Regions from separate parts of the Mus musculus genome. Here region 1 is linked to region 2. Evidence: chromatin contacts called from public promoter capture Hi-C data. All regions are on one chromosome and are shown on one strand. Each heading gives the region's core, a stretch centred on a gene start, on an enhancer-like site or on the middle of the called end of the contact. The rest is flanking DNA. Distances are from core to core; before and after follow the strand shown.

Evidence for each region. Capture Hi-C pulls out chosen DNA fragments and counts their contacts.
Region 1: a promoter capture Hi-C map of liver shows a contact between it and region 2. The contact joins two enhancer-like sites. A contact is called at or near these places in 2 of 9 other capture datasets (adipose tissue and liver).

The regions. Positions count from the first base shown.
Region 1 is chr12:82,342,286-82,348,545 of GRCm38.p6, reverse strand. Sipa1l1 (signal-induced proliferation-associated 1 like 1) reads right to left here. Exons shown (of 21, transcript NM_172579.3): 2 at 6,047-6,260. Among named protein-coding and RNA genes, the nearest start is that of Sipa1l1, 34 kb to the right of the region's middle. Within about 2 kb of position 3,660, at least 2 of the 459 cell types and tissues checked have an H3K27ac peak or open chromatin away from gene starts, as enhancers often do. A contact at or near this core is called in liver, where this site is marked.
Region 2 is chr12:82,120,581-82,126,744 of GRCm38.p6, reverse strand. It overlaps Gm30799 (a long non-coding RNA gene), which reads right to left. Exons shown (of 7, transcript XR_001780654.1): 7 at 3,675-4,229. Among named protein-coding and RNA genes, the nearest start is that of Gm30799, 54 kb to the right of the region's middle. Within about 2 kb of position 4,029, at least 111 of the 459 cell types and tissues checked have an H3K27ac peak or open chromatin away from gene starts, as enhancers often do. A contact at or near this core is called in liver, where this site is marked.

The DNA of each region.
Region 1 (6,260 bases), core at 2,411-4,910, 220 kb before region 2:
ATTTCCTGTAACAAGCTAACCTATTTATGCTTGGGGAGGGGGAGATGTGTTTTTGTTTTTGAAGCATGGTCTCTTTATGTAGCCCTGGCTGTCATGAAACTCATTATGTAAACAGGCCAGCCGGGAATTAGAGCTTGCCACTGCCTCTAAATGCTGAATTAAAGGTGTGCACCTCCACAACCAGTTCCATTTATGGTTTCGTCTGAATCTTTTTGTTTCAAGTCGGCTCTTCTCCTGGCTAGAACGAAGGCTCGGCACGCCTCTATTTGCAGCAGCCACTGATACACAACACTGAGTGTCCTGTAGGAAGAACTTGCAGTTGGTTCAGTTACCTGAGTCTCTGGCCCTGGGGTCTGTCTGTGGTAGTCAGGCAGCAAGTCACACATACTCTGCCAGTCCTTGGCTAGTAAGGACCTAATCATGGAAGATGGCGGGACAGGAAGTAACATGGCTAGGCACTTGCTGCCTTGGTGGGGACTTATCTGTTGTTCATCTTTCTCCATTACACCGGACAAAACGTTTGTTAACATGACCCTGTCTGAGGTTCTCCTTGTCTAATTTTGTCTCCTCTCCCCTGTTCTCTAATGCTGCAAGGTTGCTCCGCACGCTCTGCTTCCTTTCCATCTATACTCCACAGGTGCCTATCAGACAACCTGGCTAGTTAAATGAAAGACGGTCCCTGGCAAAGACCGGCTTCTGAACAGCGAAGACTGCATATAGCTAAACAGACTTAAAAAGTCTACAGCTAGGATTCCAGCAAGAGACAAGGAGGACCTGCAGCTATGTATGGATTGGTAATGGGCATAAAGAACTGTAGCTACAAATCTGATGGCCTTCCAAAATGATGGAAGATTGAGAAGAATGAAGTCAGAGGATCTTGTAACAATCGATTTGTAACAATGGTAGTATTTACATAAGGAGAGCAATACCAAAAATCCTTAAGTCACAACTTCTGCAGAGTGTCAGAGAGGATGACTCAAAGCCATCCCTGTGCAGTCAGAAAACAGATGCTGAGACTTGTGGAAAGACCTGAGAAAGCCTGAAAACAGAGATGAATAAATAATAGGAATCAACTGAATAGAAACAACTGAATATAACTTCTGGAAAGACCTTTTTGGGGCTCCAGATAACTGGGCTATGAAAAGCCACACTAATAAGGCAGACTAGAAAAACAAGCTGAATGAAGAAGCAAATGTGTGTTATACTGAAGGTTGAATAGCTGAATATTAAATTTAGTTATAGGTCTTGAGATAGTAAGTTACATATATTAAACAAAATATGCACACAAATATACCTGCCATCAAAAAGTGGGCATCTGATAGACAGTCAGAAAATAACTTTATTGCCTCAAATGCTAAAATAAATTTCTTATATGGAACTTTCTACCTAGAAAATGGACTATGCTTTCACCTCACAGTTAATTGCCAAACTGTTTTTATATGAGTGGATCTAAACGATGGCTTTGAATAAGGTCCATGTGAGACTCTTGATGCCCATCTTGATCTAAAAGCATATGGAAGAGAGTGTGTGCCCTTTCAGCACCTCATAACCTCTGATCTGTGATGGCTTGGGCACCTCAAGAGCCCAAATGCTCTGTGGGCACAAAAGAGGTGATAGATAACAAAGAGGCTGGGGAATCATTGCCAAGGAAGGAACTGATGCTGGCTTCCAAAGACGCAACATTAACACTGTATTTATTATGCAGGTGGCTTGGAATCCTTGCTCAGATATAAAGATGGCAGACAACGGGGTACAGAGCACCTGTCTGTACTGCCAGCTACTTAGAAGGCTGAAACAAGAGTCATTTGGGCCCAAGAGTTCCAGGCTAGCCTGCCAGCACAGTGAAGGACCGACCACCTCATGTAAAAAGTCAGCAAAGCACTTACCAAAGTCAACCTCTCAACAAATTCACACTCAGTATTTCTGTGAGGGACCACACATTCCCACACCTGCTTTCAAACAAGCTGGCCAATTGGCATAACCCTAATAAAAAGGTCTTACATCACATATGGAAGGTGAGTTAACTGTCACATGTAAGAGCACAGCATGCTTGGGAGCAGTCTTGTTGACTGTACCTGAAGATGAAACAATGGGTCTCGAAAACTAAACACAGACCAAGCACCCAGGAAGAACCCTTAACACACGGGCATCCCATAGTACTGTTCTCCACAACATAAGCAGACTTAGGAGCACACGTGGCTGGATTTGCTTCTTGGGCTCTCCTTTCTTTCTGATCCAAGGCCCAGCCATCTCTGCAAGGTCTAAGCTCTCCAGGCTGCTTGCTCCTGCCTAAACAGAGACAAGTCTCAGACTTTAAATGCTCAACTAGGGACTAAACCATACGTGGGATTCTCAATCTATGAAACTAGGACACATGGCCCCTGCCTTCCTTCACTCACCATCAAGTCTCCTCGCTGTGTGTTGTTAGAAAAAGAAGGTAGGAACAGTAAGACCACTGGCTTAGAGTAACCAGATTTATTAGACAGTAGTTTCTCATCAGTTGGCTTACAGTGGCAGTTCATCTTGGACAATGAGCAACGGGGAACACACTGTAGGACCGCATGACATGGGGAACAGCTGGGAGAGAGTCCTTCCTGACAAGCCATGCTGGCTACAGGCAACCATGGAGTTAGTTTCTCCAGGTTAATATTTGCCATCTATAAATCTCCTTGTCCTTTAATTGTGGTAACCAAAGAAAGACTGAACACAAAACTTCAACCATTTTCAAAGGAAAAAAGAACGTATAGTACTATCATTTGTACATGCCCACAATGACAGGTTCATGCCAGTTTCCTAAAAGCATCAAGTGAGGAGAGCCCATAAAGCATAAAGTAGAAACACAGTAAGTATCAACTACATCGCCAGTGCCACTTCATGCTGGGTAAAAAGCCCGACAAGAGCAGGCAGAGGAAGCAGTAGAAGAAAGAACATGGATGTTGCTTATCTAAGGTGAAGGGATGGTTCCTCTCTTTGCCCAGCATTTAACCATAAAACCCAGCTTTTCTGTTGGAATCAAGTGGTCTCTAAAGTTTATATCTACAGGATAATAATGTTCATAAAAATAATGTAATATCAAAGTGATTACAACTTAATCAGCTGAACATGATTAAATATTACACATAATATTGATTGAAGGCTGTGCTTCAGTAAAGGTAATAATAATATTTATCATATAAGAGATTTATTATTATTATTATTATTATTATTATTATTATTATGACAGGCACAGTGGAGTCAGGGGCACATTAAACAGCTAAGTGGAATGAGGACTCAAATGGGCTGAGGCAACAACACACAGCCTTGGTGCTAGGCCAAACTCCTCTTCACTGCGCTATACTCTTTCCACAAAGAGACTGAGAGAAAGAGGTAAAGGTAGGTACAGAACTCACTGAGCTAAAGCCACATGTAAAAATTACAAAACAGAATTGTTTTTTAATTATATTTTATACCATCACATTAATTTTACATGTACAGCCATGCTTTGAGGGATTTAATTTCTGCTTCATGTTATTATTCGGCCATTTGTAGGACATTATTCATATGTAACAAACGACTAAAACATTTCAAGGTGTGTCGCCCAAATGGTGTCCTAAGAGCAGGCACGCTCCATGACTTTTCCTGAACTGACCTCGTGGACTGACCACTTGTCAGTGTTCCCAACACCAGGCTGCCAGGAGCCACTGGGACGAGCTGGGCATCACTCTGCTATCTATGCTTTCTGCTCCCACCAGCTGGACTCCATGCGGAACCGTAATTCACTGCATCTCCAGGAGACTTGGAAGCCAACTGACTTATTTCACTATGAAGCTGACTAAATGAGTAGAAAAACTGACAGCTTTAGAAAGACTGGAAGAAGAAGACACTAAGAAGAAAGCTGTGGGTTTGATGTGACAGCTAGGAAATCAGACAAAATCACCAACCAGACTCACTCAGTGCCAGGGATGTCCCTAGTGTACGCCAGGGACACCAGGCAGCACTGGAAGCAGAGCCACTGACAGGAAAGACCTTGGACCCACAGCAGCAATGTCTACTCATGTTTTCAATACCTCAGATAGGCATACTTTTAACAATTCCCTGCTTTAACCAGTATTTCCAACTAGGCAGGAGCATGTACACCAGCTGTAACCTACCAACAGCTGTACTGGGAGCTTCTGAACTTATGAATCAGTAACTTGGTTTATGTTGGAGTCCAGGGATTCAACTTTTCATTCCATACCTTTGAAAGATAAAAATACCTAAAAGGAGGTTCTCCTTTCCAGTCCTCTTGCATAGCAGGCATGAGGGAACAGTGATAGAGAACAAAGGAGAGTCACCACAGCCTATTCACCACAGCCTAGAACTTTCCTTTGGAAAATATGGCTAGTAACACATCACCTCCCTCGTGGGCATTAAGAGTTAGAAACAACAAACTATCATTTCAAAGGCTTAGCATAGTGCCTGGTCCATAGGTGCTGGAAACTGCTCAGAACGAATATTATTACATTGGACAGTGAGAAAAAAATACTAGTGCATAAATAAGATAACGTCTGTTCCCTTGTATGCTAGACTCAAAGTTGGTGGCAATGACAGGTGGAACAAGATGGCTTCTCAGAGACGTGTGAACCCCTCAGGAAAGCTTGGAAAAGTTCTGAGGCAATACAGAGCAAGAATTCTCAGTCAGAGGCAATTTATCCCCAAAGAAACATCTGCCAGTATCAGATGTATTTTAGTCTGTGTTCACTGGTGTGAAGGGCCAAGGAGAAAACTCAGTGGCCTTTAGGATGTGGAAGGCACGGATTCTAATCTTACAGGGCATGGGAGTGTCCATCTTTACAAGGAATCATCAGTCCCTAAATACAAAGTTGGTGAGTTTGAGGAATCCTCTGCTCTCACATGCCAGAGAAAGACCATTTATAAAATCTGACCTCTAGAAAATCACTTTTAAAATGAAACTGGGATTTCCAGTCTATTGATTCCAGAAGCCATGCTGTAGACACTTGAGAATAAGAGGGATGAGTGTTTGTTGATGTGACAAAATTCTTTTACCAGTGAACCTATCCCTCAATAATCTTAAAAACATTAAGATTCTAGAGTGAGTAATCTCATAAAGCCAGCAGGAGAATAAATCTAAGTAGCGTCTCAAGCGCAAGAGTAGTGTAGTGTAATCACATCCTCACTGGAGAAGATGCAAAGCCAAGAGGCTTCCCAGCACAGAGCACGTCGCCTGGCTGTAGAGACTGCTGGTCTACCCCAGGAACTACAGTGTAGAGTGATCACCATGCTGCTAGTTGGGTGCCTACAGGACAGATGCAGTCCTCAATTTTAATGCTGTTCAAAAAACACTAGAAAATTGATAAGGTGTTTGATAATTGCTTCTCTTTAAAGTACAAAATAAGATGATACAATCTTAGACTGTCCCCCCTCACTTTAGCCTACCATCTCCAAGAAAGGCTAGAAAAGAGGTCACAATACATTAAATGTTCAAGGCATTTCTCCACTTTAGTGCCTTTTCTACTCAAACTGAAGGCCTACACTCAATCTTGCCTGAGACTCACTGTTCTGAGATTTTCATCAAATAATGCAATGTGTTTTTACCAGAGATCCTGTGAAAGGGACAGAAATATATTATAACTTTAATAAAAAGACTCAGAAGGCAAAAAAAAAAGTGCTAAAAAGTAGAGGACAGCATTGAAATTGTGTTGTAATTTTAAAAAGTTTTATCTATCAGATTGCAACTTTACATAGTTGCCCCTAAAGATGACATAGCAAGTCAACAAAACAGAGTTTAATTTCACTCGCTAAATCAAATAGGTTTTAACTTAAAAAATGAAACACTAATATTTAATTTTAAAAGATTTCAATACCTAAAAGGGGAAAAGAACATCCCCAAAATACAAAGAAATGAATCACAACAAAGCCTACAGAAAAACTCTTTCATCATGAAAGACAGAGATTCACAGGCATCTCAGGTCACCGCTAAAACACTCAGTATACTACACACTGTTGTTTTTTTCCCATGAGTAGAGCAAAATAAAAAAAAAAAAATTAAAACTAAGCACCTACTCACCCTTCTGGTAGAAGAACTTCCTGTAATAGTATGCGCCAAGATCCACGTGTTCCACGGTGTACCTTTTCACCCTGTCCAGATGCAGCATCAAGCTTTCCTTGGGCACTTCGAGAACTGCCACGCCCGCGTTGGTGCAGTGAGAGCTGAGGGCAGACTCAAAGGATGTGCTCTCACACCCACTAAATGAGCCAGAATTCGACTTGGACAGGCTGAT
Region 2 (6,164 bases), core at 2,780-5,279:
AGGAAAAAGCTCTTCTATGGCACCTATAGGTAGTGTATAGGCAGAGGTGACATTTGAAGCTTATATAGAAAGGAACAAGTCAAAGACAAAAAACCAAATGCATGGGATGATAGAGAAGAAGAAATGAAAGCCATCATTGGACCCTTGAATGCCCCAGTCTCAGGACAACCCACCTAAGGTATGTGTGTGTGTGTTTTCATTTGTGTGTACACAGATGTGTGTGACTGTCTGAGCATCTGTGCAGAGACCAGAGGTTGATCAGGTGTCTTCCTCAATTATTCTCTACCTTACTCTGTCAGACAGGGTCTCTCACGGAACCTGGAGCTCATCTCTCTCACTAACCTGGCTGGCCAGAAGTACTAGGTGTCCTCCTGTCTCAGCTCTCTCTTCAACACTGGAATTACAAGTACTCACCACCACACTCGGTTTTTCTGTGGGTGCTGGGGGTCCAAACTCATGCCCCCATGCTTGTACAAGCGCCCCAGCTGGACCCCAAAGCTTTAAGATCAAGCAAAACACCAACTTTTTCCTTGTTGTATATGTAGCACAGTCTCTCCATTCCCACACGATTGATTTTTGAGGCTGAATTGGGGGTGGGAGCCCTCTGTGCATTTTAGCAGAATCCTTGATCTCTGCATTCCAGCAGCACTCCCTCCCTTACCACACTGTGACAACCTAAAAAGTCTCCAGGCATTCCAAATCTCCCTGGTGAGAATAAAGGCAACCTAAAGAGAACCATTACTTTAGGCTTGTGGTCTCCAACCCATACTGTACAAAAGCTGATGTGCCAAGCTGGGTGTGGTGGCACATGACGAAGGTCAGAGATCTCAGGAGGCATGAGAAGGGGAATGGCCACAAATCTAAGGCTAACTTACTCTATACAATTTCCATGATAACTGGGGCTGGATAGCAAGACCTGTCTCAAAAGATGAAACAACAACAAAACTGAAAAAGAAATAGAGATAGGCAGATTGATAGATGATAGATAGATAGATAGATAGATAGATAGATAGATAGATAGATAGATAATAGAAGGACAAAGTGTTTTCTATATTTGGTTATAGGAAGAAGGAAGTAAAACTTCTAACTTCTTTTTTTCTTTCCCTCAAAATATTTCTAGTTTGAAATTGACAAAATCAAAGCCCAAAGGGCTGCTGGCAGCTCACCCTTCCTTGAGCCTCAGCAGTCTCCTTACAGGAGGAGGCTTCCCACAGACATCATCCTGGGAACCAAACTTACCAGAGGGGAAATCTGGGGCCACCTAACAGTCCCTTGCGTGGTTTGGTTTGGGAAATACCAGAGAGCTTTGCTTCTTGATCTTCGTGTTCCCACAGACGTAACAAACATTTACATCTCCCTCATCTTTGTCAGGTACTAACCACTGAGCTTGCTAAGAGCCCAGGCCCACATTTCCCTGGTGGAATGTTGACACGGCTTACAGATCCCATTTCCAGCCTCCAGACTTTTTTACACCATGGGGAAGGGAGTCTTTGCTTTTATTTAAACTAGTTATGGTAACTAATCTAGTAACATGATTCTAGTTTATTTTTATTTTGTGCATGTGTGTATGTGTGTGTGTGTGTAAGCCAGAGGTAAACACTGAGTTTCTTTCTCTCCACCTCGTTTCTTGAGATAGGATCTCTGTGAACCTAGAACCAGCCCTTTCATCGAGGCTACTATAGGCCCCCAGGATCCTCCTGCTTGCTCCCCCACTGCTGGGTTACAGGCTTATACAAGTGTGCCAAGCTCTTTTCACTTTAAAATAAATGCACATTGTAGACAGTATGCTCAGAAAATACATTTTTTTCAGTAAGAATATGTGATTGCAAAAATTCAGATCAATTTGTTTTAAACCGTTCCTGAGTCTGTCTGCTGTGACCTGAAGCACGAAGCATCTTGATTCCCTAAGAGGATAACAATGTGTCAGACTTTGTTCCAGGTCTTCATCTCAGCCTCAGGACCACATATGAGTCAGATACTCAGGCGTGGAGGGGCACGCCTATAATATCAACACTTGGGAGGTGGAAACAGAAGCATCCAGGAGTTCAAGGTCAGCCTCAGCGACACAGCACGTTTGAATCCAGCCTGAGATACACAAGACTCTCTTCAAACAACAAAAGACTGAAGAACCAAAGCAAAATCTTTTGGGCCCCAGGGATCATGTTAATTTGTCCCCTGATCAGCAAACTAATGTAGGGCATAATCAGACCAGGAACCTGGCAATCTGATTGATCCCTATGCTGTGCACTTGGCCATCAGGTTACTGTTCGATCACAGGTTATGTTGTTGTTGTTGTTGTTGTTTTTCAAGAAAGCAGAGCCTCAAGGAAGTTAATGAACTCCTCCAAGCAGAAGCCTGAAGTCATGCAAGAAGACCTGGTGGCAGTCTCAAGAGATGGGCCTAGTCCATCCCTGACTTGGGAATGGAAGAATGTTAAAATCAGTCTCCTATTCCTGCTCCCCCCCCCACCCCCCCACCCCCCCCCACCCCCCCGCCCCGACGGTTGCCTGTTTCCATTCTTTCTTCAGTCCTTTTCCCTCACCCAATACCAGATCAGGTCCCCCCCCCCCACTACCCCACCTCCAGTTTCCCTCCCAGGTCCCTCCCTCCCTCCCCACTTGTGATTGCTTTCTTCTCTCTCCCAAGGTTGGGTTGGGGGGACCCTCCAGAGTGCACCAGAGACCTGGGAGGTGAGAGACTCTCAGGACTCAAAGGGAGGGACCTTAGATGAAATGCCCCACAGTAGGGAGAGGGAACTTATAGAGCCCACCTCCAGCAAGAAGACAGAACATCAAGTGAGAGATGGGGTTGCCATCCCACAGTCATATTTCTGTCCCATAATTGTTCCTGTCTGAAAGAATTACAGGGATAGAAATGGAGAGGAGCCTGAGGAAAAGAACAGACCCAAAGTGGGATCCAGATCAAGGGGAGGCCCAAGGCCTGACACTATTACTGAGGCTATGAAGCACTAACAAAAAGGGACCTATCACGATTGCCCTCTGAAAGACACAACAAGCAGCTGAAAGAGTCAGATGCAGATATTTGCATCCAACCAATGGACAAAAGCAGCTGACCCCTATTGTTGAGTTAGGGAAGGCTGGAAGAAGCTGAGAAGAAGGGTGATCCTGTAGGAGGACCAGCAGTCTCAATTAATCTGGACCCCCAAGATTTCTCAAACACTAGACCACCAAAACAGACAGCATACACCAGCTGATATGAGGCCCCCAACACACATACAGTAGAGGACTTCTGGGTCTGTGTTCATTCAGAGATGATGCACCTAACCCTGAAGAGATGGAGGCCCCAGGGAGTTTAGAGATCAGGTGGGGTGGAGGGTGGAGACATCCACGTGGAGACAGGAGGGTGGGGAGGAGGTGTGGGATGTGGAACAGTCGGAGGGTAGATGGGGAGGGGGGATAAAATATCGAGTGTTAAAAAAATAAAATTAAATTAAAAAAATAAAAAATAAAATAATCGGCCTCCATTCGCTTTCCTTCCGGGTCTCTGCTTACCTTCTTTTCTTCTCTGTCTCACAGGTGTGAATTGCCTTTTTAACCCTTGCAGGTGTCACAGACCTGACTCAGGCACCCCAGGAACCCCAGAAGGCTCCTGCTCCGCCCCTCCCCCTCCCCCTCCACGATACTATCCTTTACTTAAGTGCATTGCAAAAGAACAAAGGGAACGACCGCTCTCTTTTATTGGTTTGTGTTGAGCAAACACAGGCACGTCAATCCGTCCGCTTTCAAATCCCATCTGTTTACATTTGGAAATTACTGGGGCATGTTCTTTAGATTAAAAGTGATTTCTTCGTCAGGAAGAAGATAAGAGAAGCCATACATTTGACCTTTGGTATTAACGTGCCTTTATATCTTCTCAGCACTGGTAGATTTTTTTTTTATAAGCTCTCCAAGTTTTAAAAGCTCTCCTAACTTCCCTCTGCTCAAATGCTGCCGTCAGCTTTACACTTGGAGTGTGCTGAAACCACAGCCCAGGCTGGAATGACCAATGCTAAAAAGATGTCACCAGAGAATCCAAGTCAAAGCATCGCCCAGGAGTGACGACGGACGCTTCTAAAAATAAACAGCTTGAGCCGGGGCTATTTCAAGATTCTCCCACAAGTTTCCGGTTCAGAAACTAAACAAGTTCTTCTAAAGGAAGCACTGTGCATCCAAGCGCTGTTTGGGACAGTGTCCAGAGCAGATGAAATCCTCTAGTCTCAAGGAGCTTGCCTGCAAGAACAGGAGAGACCGGCATTAAACAACTGACCAATCATCGTGTGCATGCGTTGTCGTGGGCTGATGAGGGACAGGATACCTAAGGATGGCCTTTAGGGTGCTCGCTAATGTCTACTTTACAACCTAGTGTTTTTTCTTATTTCTTCTGTTTTACATTTATGTGGCTGAGTATATGTGTGTGCACCATAGACCTGCAGAGGCCATGTTACAGGCGTTTGTGAGCCCCCAAATTGGTGCTTAGAACTGAACCCAGTACCTGTGGGAGAACAGTAAGTGCTCTTAACTACGGAGTCATCGCTCTACTACTTTCTCGACTGTATCAGATTTTAGCATCCTTTCCCAGAAGCAAAGCTGGGCTTTTGCCAAGAAGAAGGCTACAGCAGAGCTTCCTACTCAGCGAAGGGACAGCCTTGCCCACGACACTGGCAGTGCTGGCGGATGCAAGGATGATCTTCCGGATGGCCTGGTAACCAGAGGTTTTAGGACAGAAGCCCCACTCCAGCAAACCCACCAAACGAGGCTCAGCCAGCCGCTCCAGTATGCCAAATGGTTGGTTCAGTGGTTAAGAGCACTTAACTGTTGTGTTTTATAAAAATAAAGAGGGGGGATATGTTCTATGGAGGTGTAGTCAGGTATGGGGGAAGGGGGTGTCTCAGCGGGCCCAGACGAAGGCATCCTTTCCCCTTGAGGGATTAGCTACACGATGGTATAGTATAGAATAGAGTTTATTCAGAGCATGGGGAGGGGAATTGAGGGGATAGTAGAGACAGAGAAAGGCAGAGAGAGAGAGAGAGAGAGAGAGAGAGAGAGAGAGAGAGAGAGAGAGAAAGGAGAAGGAGGAGGGGGCAAGCAGCCCCTTTTATAGTGATTCAGGCACACCTGGCTGTTGCCAGGTAACCATGGGGCAGAGCCTAGACAAAATGCCAACAAGGACTACATAGAGAAACAAATAAAAGTAAAAAATAGAGTGGTAAGGCAGGTAGAGGCAGCAGGAGGTACCTGGGTCAGAGCCTGGGTTGGAACTGGCAGGTAAGAATGAGGTTACTGTCAGCAGAGGTCAGAGGTCAGAGGTCAAGAGAGGAAGGGTAGGTGAGCAAGGCAAAAGGCTGTGAAGGGCAGATGAGTGAACAACGACAAGTGTTTGTCAGGCTGGACTTGTGTGAGACATTTCTGCAGTAAGGAGACAGATTTAGACTTTTAAATGGGACATGACAAAGGGACATGACTGTCAATTTCTCAGGGAATAAAAATTGAAAGCAAGGACTGGCGAGATGGCTCAGTGGATAAGAGCACTGACTGCTCTTCCAGAGGTCCTGAGTTCAAATCCCAGCAATCCCATGGTGGCTCACAATGATCCATAGTGAGATCTGACGCCCTCTTCTGGTGTGTTTGAAGACAGCGACAGTGTTCTAATTTATAATAATAAATCTCTGGGCTGGAGCGAGTGGGGTTGACCAGAGAAAGCAGAGGTCCTAAATTCAATTCCCAATAACCACATGAAGGCTCACAACCATCTGTACAGCTACAGTGTACTCATAGACATAAAATAAATAAATAAATAAATAAATAAATAAATATTTTTTTAAAAAAAATTTGAAAGCAAAATTAACAGACGACTCTAGAGTAAGGAGTAGCAGGGACCTGTAGGTGATAGGGAAATGGACACAATGTGTGGCTAAACCTGGAGAAGACATACCAAAACGACAGGGCCTCGGGTTCAAGGCTGGAGTAGGGCCTGTGCTATCACCATGTCTGAGCTCCTAGACTCCCTCCTGTACTACCTGCCTGGATGTGGCTTTGCCACATAGAGCAGCATGGGGCTGACACTACAGAGAGTATGGCTTCACGTTAGGAGCGGACAGGAGCAAGGGTAAAGAAGTTGTGTGCCAGCTTCTCCTCTCTTTCTCAATAAAAGAAACGATTTAGGCA